Linked DNA regions of Mus musculus: region 2 is linked to region 1. A link is a contact called in public Hi-C data. All regions are on one chromosome and are shown on one strand. Each heading gives the region's core, a stretch centred on a gene start, on an enhancer-like site or on the middle of the called end of the contact. The rest is flanking DNA. Distances are from core to core; before and after follow the strand shown. Region 1 holds the start of Ilvbl (ilvB (bacterial acetolactate synthase)-like). Region 2 holds the start of Uhrf1bp1l (UHRF1 (ICBP90) binding protein 1-like).

Evidence for each region. A called contact is a pair of places that touch in the nucleus more often than the background predicts.
Region 2: a Hi-C map of B cells shows a contact between it and region 1, with 5 read pairs. The contact joins the promoter of Uhrf1bp1l here to the promoter of Ilvbl in region 1. A contact is called at or near these places in 1 of 39 promoter capture datasets (cranial neural crest) and 1 of 484 Hi-C or Micro-C datasets (B cells).

Annotation. Positions count from the first base shown.
Region 1 is chr10:78,572,444-78,578,385 of GRCm38.p6, reverse strand. Ilvbl (ilvB (bacterial acetolactate synthase)-like) reads right to left here and starts at 3,395. Exons shown (of 15, transcript NM_001359302.1): 1 at 3,155-3,395; 2 at 1,603-1,804; 3 at 1,359-1,486; 4 at 1,137-1,275; 5 at 933-1,044. The coding sequence starts at 3,289.
Region 2 is chr10:89,741,213-89,747,891 of GRCm38.p6, reverse strand. Uhrf1bp1l (UHRF1 (ICBP90) binding protein 1-like) reads right to left here and starts at 2,901. Exons shown (of 21, transcript NM_029166.2): 1 at 2,604-2,901. The coding sequence starts at 2,647.

The DNA of each region.
Region 1 (5,942 bases), core at 2,146-4,645:
GAGCTCAGAGCCAACACCTGTTTTGTCTGTTAAAGGCATGACTATAGGGAGTTAATGAGGCCAAGAAAAAAAGGAGGGGGTGGGGGAACTGTGGTTTAAAAAGGAGAGAGAATCCGGCACCAGGGATACTGAGACAAGAGGACTCACACTAATACTGAGCCAGCACGGGTACAAAGCTACCTCCTCTCTCATAAAACCATTAAAATTAAAAATATGTAAAGGAGAGTCAGGGAAAGAGCCAGTCTTCCAAGTGACACTGAGAGAGAGGACAAGGAGAGAAGAGGACAGAAAGACCAGGAGATCAGGGAGTCTTAACAAGACTAGACCTGGGGCACCTGTCTGTGATTCCAACATTTGAGAGGCTGAAAGAGAATTTTCAAGTTCCAGAACAGTCTGGGCTACACAGAATCTGGGCCGGAATTTTTTGGGCAAGGCCACAAAACAAAATCCCTTTGCTTGATCTGGCACTCAAAACAATTCTTGCACACCAGAGCATAAGAACCTGAATATCTTGTCCACTGATGTCACCTCCTGCCTATTCTGCTATCTAGCACATAGATCTGGCCACTAAATATTTGAGAGGGAAGGGGCAAGAAAAAGGAAAGGGAGAAGCTAGAGATAACTAGGTGGCAGAGATGGAGGAAAAGAAGAAGGAAAAGGAAGACAGGGAAATCTCTCAAGCTCTATGCCTGCCCATCTCCTCTTTCTGATCATAAGGGCCATGCCTTGCTTTGCTGGACCTACCAAGTTCCCTCCTGCCTCAGGACCTTTGCACATGAGTTACTTTCCCAGGAAAACTTTCCCTAGAGCTGGCTCCTCCAAGCCCATGTGAACTCAGTGAATGAGACAAAGAAAGAGGGATACATTTAGGAAGACGACCACAAAAGAGGCAAAAGAAGGAAGAAAGCTATAGTGGGGATAGCAGGACTCACCAGACAACCACACGGCCCATGAGGCTATTGGGCAACTTGGTTGGTATCATCTCCTTCTCAACCATGAAGTAAGGATATAGTACATCAAGAGGCAGCTCCACAAACACTGGACCTGCAGGGTAGGGAGGTTCAGTCTATGGCACCTGTTGCAGCAACCCCCAAGCTTCAGGGCTTGATTACTGTCCAGCTCCCTCCTCCACCTACCTGGGGTGCCTGACTGGGCAGCAGCTATTGCAGTCCTCAGGGTAGGTACAATGTCCCGTACCCTTCGCACAGAAGCACAAAACTTGCAGAGTGGCCTGAACAGAGACATCTGATCAATGGCCTGAAGTGCGCCCCGTTTCTGGCAGAGAAGGCAAGGGACAGTTATCAGATAAGCTTGAGAAGCCGTCTTGGGGACCCCACCTACCCTTAAGGACTAGGCACCTGCAGCAGGGTGCTGGCAGCTCCACCCAAAAGCAGGACTGGGGACTGTGCCACTTGTGCATTCTTCACTGCAGTCACAGTGTTGGTGAGGCCAGGACCGGCTGTCACTGCTGCCACACCCACTGTCCCTGAAAGAAAGAGCTGGTGACAACCATGCCATCCTCCCAAACATCGTCCTACCCCAAACCCCCTGCCTCTCATTCACAGGGGCCATGTCACTGTCCTGCTAGTCCCTGGTCCTTACCAGTCAGGCGGGCCACAGCATCAGCAGCAAAGACAGCAGTGACCTCGTGGCGTGTGTCTACCACTCGGATACCCAGCTTCTCACAGGCCACCAGCAGTGGGGAAATGTGCCCACCGACCAATGTGAAGACAAAGCGTACACCATGGGCTCGGAGCACAGCTGCGACACTCTCTCCACCATGCCGGATGCTTGTCTTGTCCACCTGGGTCAAAGGAGATGAGGAACAAGACAGTCAGAGGCCAGCCCAGGAGCAGGTACAAGAACAGGCAGGGGTAAGGTCAGAAGACAGACGAACTTAGATTCTGGTTAGAGACATACCACTTTAAATCCAATTCAGAGAAGGGTACACTGACTTAGCAAATTTATTGTTCTCTTTGTCCTACAGCTAAAAATGCCAAGACTTGCCCAAGTGATAGACTCCAACAGAAGAAATGTTCTTTTTGAAACTGTACTGAGGATTGAACCCTGGGCATAGATAGTGTTAGACAAGCACTCTAACCACTGAGCTATATCATCAGCTTTTACTAGGACAAGGTCTCACGAGGCTTTGAACTCCTTATGTAGCTTAGGCAGGGCTTGAATTTGTGACCATCTCTCCCCAGCCTACCAAGTAGCAGACTGAGATAAAGCCTATGTTCTTAAGTGGCTCTGGAGATTATAATGCCTGCTCCAGAGATACTGGGCCAGTTGAGAAGAAAGGAGATAGAGGTTAAATCTACAGAGAATCCAGGAGAGCCTGGCAAGAGGCAGAAGGCCCCTGGCTTAGATGTGTGCCTGCTTCCTAGTATCCCTGCAGGGCCTGGCACTTGGAGTGCTAACTCCATCCAGCCTATTGCCTCCCTCTGCTAGTGAGGCACAGGTCCAGCTGACATGCTGCCAGCAGCCATATGCCTAGCACGGAAGTGACTCCTGGCACAGACTACCCTGAGCATCCAAGCCTCAGTAGCTTCACGATCCCTACATACTTCAAGGTCAGTGGCACTGTCCCTGTCTAGAAGAAAAGGGACTGGGTAAGGGCAAGAATTTCTCAGAATGGAACAAGTGGTTTATAAGTATGACTTGTGGGGTCAGCTTTTCCCAAATCTGTCATCTAGAGAAAATACTAAACTTCTCTGTAGATCATTTGCCTCTTGTGGGCACAAGGACAGAAATTATAGCACTTACTTTGGTGAAGATGGTACGAAATATGCTAAGACAGTTCCTCAGAAGGGCTTACTATCAGAGCCCATTCCCTCCCCTGCCTACCTTCAGCCCACCAATCTCACTATGTTTAAAAGGCCTGCTCTGTTAAAATGACTCAGGCCCCTGGGTATGGAGGTAGGCGGAGAATGTGTGCTGTCCAGACAACGACAATTTCCCCATTATCTCGTACTAGTTACAAAGTCCAGGCCCATATACAGTTTGGCAAAGGGACAGAGCTCTGTAAAGAATCTCCCAACCAGCCACTTCTAGACTAGCTGGGACTCGCTTTCCACACCTGCACAGTGGATGAGCTGGAGAAACACCTTTAGTGCCTTCCTCCTACCCCTAGCCCTCCTTCTACCCTAAGCACCTTGTGCATCAGCTGATAGAAGAGCCCCAGTCTGTGAGCGACGCCCAGCACGGCAGCCACCAGCGTCCCAAACGCCAGGAGCAGGAAGGAGGGGAAGAAGCCTCCCGCAGATGCAGCGGCCGCAGAAGTTTCCATGAGGCAGAACCTAAGTAAGAAAGCACAGAGCCAGAATCTTAGTACTATAATCTAATCCGGAAGCAGGATCGTCCGCCGGACCTGGGCCACACCTCCCCGACCTGCCAGGCCACGCCCACAGACGCATCTAGACTGGACTTAAAGCCACGCCCCAGTGAGGCTAAGTCCGCCCCCTGACGTCACCACCTTCAAACTAAAAGTAGGCCACAGCAGGTCAAGGCGATCGCAGTAGCACCGAAACAAGGTTGAAATTCCTACTTACCTATCTGTTAACGAGCCCATGCAGAACCCACCCTCCTCAACGCTGGACTGGGGCTCAGCGGAGAGCCCGCCTCGCGCTTACATCATTGAGTCGTAAGGCCACACCCCCATCGGATCGCGCAGCCTAGGGTACGCTCCCCCACCCTCCCCACACACACCAGACTCTTGACCTTTGGCCTTCAGCCGAGGTCACTTTTCAATAGGATGCGCCTTCAGCTCCACTACATAGAACTCCCTTCCACCCATCCCCAAACAAGGCCCTATGACCTTTGCCTATAGGAAAGGTCCCTGACTGCAGTGGAACTCTGCCGCTTCTGGGTCACGTGACTGGGGAGTGTGGAGTGGTGCCCCTTTTGCCCACTTGGCTCTGCAGCGCCCCGTAGTTCAACGAGACGCGCGTGCGCCAAACTGGAGTCTCGCTGAAAAAGCTATCCGAAAGAGACGTTTATCATTGGTCGCTTCTCTCTCTCGCCTCTAATTGGCTAACATTACACCGCGCCTTCCACACCCGCGAGAACCATCTCGCGGCACGTTCCACGGGCGTGGACTGTGACACACCCCCCACCCGAGCTCCCCAGAACCCGCATTCCCGACCGCAACATATGCAAGCCCCTCCCCTTCCTGGACCACTGTGAGGCTTTGCAGGATGTTTAGAGAACTCCCTAGTGTTTGGTGCCAGGCCGGTTCAGTCATTTTCCAGGTTTCCAGCATCTGGGGACCTTTTACAAACTCCGATCTGTCTTACAAATCCCTTTCTCCAATTTATGTCTTTTTCTTTGACTGGCTTTTAATCAGGACCATCTGTGTAACCAAGAGTTTTGAGCTATTTGTTGAAGCCTGAACAATGGATATTTAACAATGTAAACCAGTGTAATAGTATGTGCTTTTATTCCCACCATTCCGAGTTCAAGACCAGGCTCTTCTCCATAGTGAGTTCCAGGACAAGCAGGAGTGCATAGAGACCAACCAAAAATCACAATCGCTTCAGCTGTGTCATGTCCACAAGATAGCATTCCACAGCCTTTCTCCCCATCTTTTGGCTCTTATATTCTTTCCACTTCCTCTTCCTTGGTGTTCCCTGACCTTTGCAAGCCATGGTATAAATGCCCTGTTTAAAGCTGATCGTTCAGCCATCCCTTCTCAGCAACTATGGTCTCTGATTAAGTTCTGTGATGGAACATTTGCCTAGCACAGGCAAAGCCATGGGTACCCACAAAAACCTACTCAACTATTTTTAGCCAAACTACCGTATGAATTATTTATGCTTACTGGCTGTGAGCATGCCTCCAATTTCGTCTTGAATCAAACAAGGTAGGCTTTTCCCTGCCATTCCATAAGAGTTGTTTTGGGAGAGTGCAGGGGCTGGACCTAGATTCTCTACCCATTTATAGCAGATGTGCAGCTTGGTCTTCTTGTGAGTCTCCTAACAATTGGAGCAGGGGCTGGCTGTCTCTGACTCTGCCTGCCATTGGATCCCCTTCCCCCAGCTGGTCTGCCTAGTCGGGATTCTGTGGGAGAGACCATGCTTAGTCCTATAATGACTTGATGTCCCAGGCTGGGCTGGTACCCAAGGGAAGCTTCCCCTTCTCTAAGGAGGAGAGGAGGGGATGGGGGGGGGGGGGACTTGTGAGGGTGGGACTAGGGGCAGGGCTTCAACCTCGATGTAACGTGAATAAATAAAAATTAAGAAAAGAATTGTTTTGGATTACTCCATCTATCTCCAAATTGGCCCTACTCCCTTCTGTCTCCTAACTCCATTCTCTTTCTAGGAGCAGTACAGGGAGCCACTCCTCCCCGGCCCTATTAGTGAGAGCCCTTAATTAAAAGGATCAACCACATACTTCCTGAAAGGGGCTTTTAGGTTCAATTACATTTCCAGGGCCAATAAAAAGATAGTATTTGGGCTGGTGATGTAGTTAGTGGCGAAGCCCTTACTTCTTATTTATAAGGTCCTGGATTCTATCCTCAGTAACAGAGAGATTGAGACAGAGACAGAAACACACAGACACCAAGAGACGGACAGAGACAAAGAATGAACTAGTTACTCTGTGTCAGCACACAGCCTTTCCTGGCACATTTCTTCACTTAATTCATTTAACCCTAAAGAAGAGGCTGTCAGACTTGTTACTTAGTATCTTCTTGGGGGTCCTTAGTCCCATTAATAAAATGAGTCAGAAAGAATCCCAAAGACATTTTTATTAAGAGTTTGGGAGAAAAAAATAGTAGGGGCAAGCTGAAAATCCTGCCAGAGGAAATGAAGAAGGAGTCTTGTCCTTTAAGTTAGTCATGGAGGTCAGAGAAACAGTGAGGAGGCCCAGAGTGTCAGGCACATGCTTAGGAGTGCTAGGCCATGAAGTTGAGCTCAGATAGCATATAATCCCGGGCTTTTATG
Region 2 (6,679 bases), core at 1,652-4,151, about 11 Mb before region 1:
CGGGGTGCGGGGGCGGGGGGGGGGGGGGACGGATTCCCCTATAACCACCTTCAACACATACCCTGTGCTGACCTAAAAAAATCTGGGTAATTTCTTTCAAAGGCTTTTCATGTTTCATTTCCCCTAAAATATAACACTTCTAACCTCTTCCTGTCTCTCTTCACACACCCCAAAGTTGATTCAGATCAGTCAAGTCTACAAACTTCTCATTAAAGCAAGAGGCACTAAGGAAACAAACATTAGGCAAGAAACAGAGATGTTTCTTATAAGATGACTTATAATACTCAAACCAAGCAGCGCTTACTTAAAGCATAAAGCATATGTCAGTCTCTTATAAAACAGTTCCTCTTCCTCACTGGTCCAATATGCCAACGTCCAAAGTCCTGGCCAGCCTCCAGAATTGCCAGTTTCAATCTTAAGATCTCAACTTTCACTCAGTGTGACCATTCTATTTTTCTAGACAGACTTCTTCCTGGAAGAGTCCCTGCAGGAGAGCCTGGAAGAACTTGGGCATTTTCCTAATGTTTCCTCTCTCTGATGGTACAGGTTCCAACGCCCTCCCCCAGAGGATTCCACCATTCCAGGCTGGCCTCAGGCTCTACTGCCAAGGACAATCTAAATCTGACAGCTTCCAACTCCCAAGCGCTGAGACTACAGGAATCTGTCACCACACCCGCTTTATAAGGTATATAAGGTGTTAGGCACTGAACTCAGGGCAGCTTTCATGCTAGGCCAGCACTCTAACCCAGCCTGGGAAACTGAGTTCCAACTCACACATGGTGTGGTAGGTGAGCACCAGTTATCCTCAGATGTTCCATACATAGACTGGATCAGGCACATATGTGCACACTTGGATGTATACAGTAAATAAATAAAAATATAATAATCTTTAAAAAAAACTACAAATGGTTTCTCCATTTAAAAAGAAAGAAAATGCTATGTTTTAGAAACTTTCTGATTTAAAATGAAATGCTCATTACTATTTACCACACAGGTGTAAGAAATCAGGAAGATTATAATGTAATCCTAAGGGCTTAACTCTAAGTATGTGGGAGTTATCTATGTGGCAGAGTAAGCCATTACACGCCTGCTCTTAAGAGGTCTTCCCAAATGGACTTATACAAGAGAATTAAAGGATAATGCCCTAAGGCACTTATCGACTGAATTAGATTTTCTTTTGGGCATACAGAGTGGTACAGTATCATTATCCCTGGGAGAGAAAAGGGCAATAAAATCAGTGTCTATGGATCTGAATTTTCTTATGGCTCTTGAAATAGGCAAGGGCGAAGTGTATCTCATGAGTCAGACTCACCCTAAGTAATAAACATTATTCAAAATAAGATGACTCAGTATTGCACTATCTATATAATTAAAAAAAATCCAACAAAGCATGGTAGCACAGACCTGTAATCTCAGCACTCAGGAAGGTGAGGCAGGATGACACTGAACTTGAGGGTAGCCTGAGATTTATTTTCAGGACAGCCTGAGCTACTTAACCTGTTTAAATACACACACACACACACACACACACACACTCACTCTCTCTCTCTCTCTCTAATTAGTGATACTAAGAACCAAACACACGGTCACAAACTTTGCTATAGTTTGATACTTTATGTATACATACTGTGTGTATTAAATTTTATTCAATATAAAGATATAATGTCAGGAAAATATCTGCTGAATCATAGTATTGTTTTGTTCAATATGTTCTCAACTGTAATATATATATATGTATTACACACACACACACACATATCCAGAAAATGAAGACATGTTTACTATACAAGTCTATCATTAAACCTGAGAACGTTCCTTTAATCAGTTAAAAGCATTCATTAACTTACAAATAACAGAGGAGAGAAAGAGATCCTAACCAAGAGCTTTTAATTCTCTGTCACCAACTTGGAACAGGGTCCTACATTTAGCCTGTTTCTTGAGACAAATATGGAGAAGCCAAGAGCAGTAACAAACTGCCAGTTTACTGAGTCATGTTTCTGACTAAAACTGTGTTATGAAATGGAAAGAGTGACACGTCTGGGGTTTAAACACCAGGGACGTTAACTCCCTGAACTCAAGGGTCGCGGAACAAAATCGGAAAACTCTGCAGCAAGAACGAACGCGATGCGGGACTGAAAACGACTTCCACGGAGAACTGGCCGAAGCGGAGAAGTCCTGCTTAATTTCCCCTAAAACAAATCCGAACTGTGCAAACAAGCACACCCTCCCGTGCAGCGGAGCGGGGACGCCAGGTAGGGGGCACCGAGAACAATCCCAAGGTTAACGTTTCACTGGCACACACACACCCCAGTCCTCGGCTAACGGAGCCGCTCGGCTCCGAGCCCCGGGAGCTTCCGAGCCGGACCGGGTCCCAGCCCAACCCCATCCACCCAGCACCTGAGTGACGCCGGGGACGTCACCAGCCTCGGCGCAGGAGCGGCCCCCGGCGGAGGAGGAGACCCCGGCCCGCCGAGCCCCGCCGCCCTCCGCGTGACTCCGGAGGCCGGTCGGGGGCGCCAGCGGCACCGGCAGAGCCCGAACCTGCGACCTGGACCCGAGAACCGGCGGCCAGCGGACGGGACCGGCCCCGAGCGCTCGCTGACCTGGAGAGGTGCTTCAGGATCTGTTTCTTGATGATCCCAGCCATGGTGCCCGCCGGGCTGGAGCGCCGCTCTCTTGTCGCTCCTCACAGCCTCCTCACTTCGCGGCAGTCTTCTTTCGGTCCCGCCTCACCGGCCCGGAGGAGAAGCGCCGGAGAGATCACTCTCAGAAGAGACTCGAGGGCCTGGCCGAGGCCACAGCCGCCGCAGCCGCCGCCGAGAGCCCGAAGCATGACGCTCAGGCCGCCGCGGCCGCCGCCAGCGCCATCTTGGCTGCAGCATCACCTAAGAGACCGGGGGCGGGGAGAGGAGTCGGGGGGGCGGAGCGAGCTCGAGGTGGGCGGGACCTGTGGGAGTTCCGGGAATCTTCAGCCCTGCCTACTTCGGACTCCCACTAGGTCCTCCGCTGCCCTTTCCTAGTTGGTACTTGGGCTTTCATCTTTTCTTCATCCCTTTCATCTTGTCTGTGCCTCTCTCGCTGACATCCTAGTCTTGCTTCTTCATTTCCTCCGAACTCAACTTTCTGCTCTACAAGTAGCTCTGTTTATGTTATTCTTTTGGCCATTTCAGCTTTTTAATCTCAGTTTCTTTTACCAAGATCCTTCCCTTAGACTAACGGCTGTAATTTAATGTTTCCATTCGTTGGTCTAACCTTAAAGGAAGTAAAATTGACAGCATGTCATATTTAACCGAATATACCTAAAGACCTAGAAGTTAGAAAGTCTAGAGCCAGTGAGATGGCTCTCAGCCAGCAAGAGTACTTGTCAAGCAAGCTTGATGATCTGAACTTGATGACCAAACCACCATGAAGGAAAGAACTGCCCTTGAAAGTTATCCTCTGGACACACACACACATAGACACACTTAGTAGAAATTTTGAAATGGAATGCCCAAAATGAAGTCCTGGTTCTAATATTTTCTAGCTATGTTAACTTGGAAAGATTGTTTTCAGCTTTAGTTTCACTTCATGTATGAATGTGACTTTGGTCACACAAGGGGACGTCAGAGAACAGCCCTGGGTGTAGTGCCTCACTTTCTTCTATCTCTTCCTCAACAGCTACTTGTGTACTCCAGGTTACCTGGTTCCTAGGATCCTCTTGTTGGTCTCTTGTTGCCTCTCCCATATTGCCTAAAGAGTGCTGGGATTACAGACTTCTGGCTTCATGTGAATTCTGGAGACTCAAGTTCAAGTCCTGATGATTGAATGGCAAGTGTATTGTCTGCTAAGCCAGCTCTCTCAGCCGTTAACCTCACTTTTAATCATCTTTAAAATATAGTGTCTGCCCTTAGGGATGGTTTGGTAGGGGCCCTAGTAGGTACTGTTGGTGTGTCTGGGCCATATTGTCTGGCCACCTGTTGTAGAAGCAGGTTTTGAAAAAGATATAAATCACTAAAATATTTCATAAACAGGTGGGAGAGAGAGACAGTGTAGCCATTTGAGGTGGGAAGAAGCAGCATTAGAGTTCACAATGCTTGAAGCATGCCAGGGTAACAAGAATCTGCTAACACAAATACTGTGCAAGGATGAAAGCAATCTGAGCTGTTTGAAGGGAACCAAGCTGGGTGTAGTGACACATGGGTCTGTAATGTCAGCCCTTCGGGGACAGAGGCAGGAGGAGTGCTACAAGTCTGAGGTCACCATGATCTACTTAGCAACACCTTCTCTTGAAAAAATAAAAAAATAAAAATAACTACAAAGCCAAGATTTTATTACTTGGACATAGGATCCATAACAACTCATAAAAATGCCTGTCTTGGGACTGACTCCTACTTGGAAGCTGGCATGACAGTGATGGGTTGTACTTCAGAGCCTTACTAGACTAGCGAAGGCCGCCTGCAGCCAGCCAGGTCTTGTCCCTAGCTGGGTGACTCATTCCCAGTCTCTGCCCAGAACCCTGCTCCTCTCCGTCTCTGAGCTTCAGTAAGATAACATCCCTTGTCCCCAGTCTCTGATTCAGTAAGATAACATCCCTTATCCCCCGGCCCAACCCTTTTCTTCAGTTGACCTGAAGTTTCTTCTCTTAGAAATGATTAGGTGGAAATCAGCTGTATTTGCAGAGGAATAAATGTTAAAAGTAACATTTGATTGACAAACCAAACATAGGGTGTGGGGAGGGGCAAAGAAAGGCTAGCCAAACCTCCTGCTTCGCCCTGATTATGAACTATTAGGACAAACAAACATAGAGCAACAGAACACAAGGAAGTTCTTGAGGCTCGGACAGCCTCTGAGCACAGTACAGACTGGATAGTCTAGTGTACTTCAAACTGCCAACACCCACAGACACCTTTCTTCTGCCCTGGACTTCCTACAGAGTCATAATAACTCTAATACAGCAGCTCCCTGCCTTCATCATTTTAGCATAGGGGCTGGAGAGATGGCTCAGTGGTTAAGAGCACTGGCTCTTCTTCTACAGGAAGTGGGTTCAAATCCCAGCATCCACATGGTGACTCATACCTGTTTGTAACTCCAAGATCTGACACCCTCACACAGACATACATGCAGGCAAAACACCAATACACATTGTCTTAGTTAGGGTTTTACTGCTGTGAACAGACACCATGACCAAGGCAAGTCTTATAAAACACAACATTTAATTGGGGCTGGCTTACAGGTTCAGAGGTTCAATCCATTATCATCAAGGTGGGAGCATGGCAGCATCCAGGCTGTCATGGCACAGGCAGAGCTGAGAGTTCTATCTCTTCATCCAAAGTCTGCTAGTCTTCCCAGGCAACTAGGGTGAGGGTCTTAAGCCCACACCCACAGTGATACACCCATTCCAACAAGGCCACACCTCCAAATGGTGCTACTCCCTAGTCCAAGAATATACAAACCATGACACACATAAAAGTAAATTTTTAAAAATTTTAGTTTATATGTACTCATAGTACACACGAGTGTATGCAAAAGTTAGGGAAAAATTGGTGCAATTAATCTTTAGCATTTTAACTTTTTTGAGCCCTTTGATTATAAAACCATATATCCAAAAGGACACTTATATACCATTTATTTACTGGTTAGTTGAGATATATTAATTTGTATGAACATATAACCCACATGTCAAATCTAACTTGGCTATGGTATGCAAACTTAATTTTAAAGTTTAAAATGAGCCAAGCAGTGGTTGTGTGTGTCTTTAATCCCAGTACTATGGAGGCAGAGGAAAACAGAGCTCTGAGTTTGAGGCAAGTCTGGTCTCCAGAGCGAACTCCAACGTAGCCAGGGCCACACAGAGAAACCATGTCTCAAAGAGAGAGAGGACGAAAGAAAGAAAGGAAGGAAGGAAGGAAGGAAGGAAGGAAGGAAGGAAGGAAGGAAGAAAGAAAGAAAGAAAGAAAGAAAGAAAGAAAGAAAGAAAGAGGAAAACAACTATTCATTCTTTAATCAGCATTTTTAAAAGTTATAGGCAAGCTGGGCAATGGTGGTGCACAACTTAGATCTCAGCACTCTTGAAAGACAGAGACAGGCAGATCTCTGAGTTCAAAGCCAGCCTAGTTCCAGGACATCCAGGGCTACAGGAAACTCTGTCTTGAAAAACAAAATGAAACAAAGAAACAGAGAGAGAGAGAGGGAGAGAGAGAGAGAGAGAGAGAGAGAGAGAGAGAGAGAGAGAAAGGAAGGAAGGAAGGAAGGAAAAAAGAAAGAAAGAAAGAAAGAAAGAAAGAAAGAAAGAAAGAAAGAAAGGAAGGAAGGAAGAAAGAAAAGGAAAGAAAGAAAATATGTTATAAGCAGATATAGGTAATTCCTGCACCTTGGGCTAATCCAGATATGGGTATATATCAGAAAGGATTGTTTTCAAAATAGGCTAGGAAAAAATGAAAATAAACTAGGGAGTTATAAAAATACACCTATGATATCAAAAACAATAGAAGAGTTATATGGTAATCCTTTCAGCTTATCTACTTGGCTTGGTTGTTGTATCTAAATAAATGCATATGTAAATGTCACTTAAAATTTTCTGTATTAAAAAAAAAAGGAAATTGTTGAAATAGGAAAAACTGTTACTACATTCTGTTCCTCTTTTTCACCCAGCCACAAGGGGTGTTTTTAAGAGACAAAAGTGACCACAGAGTTATGTCTA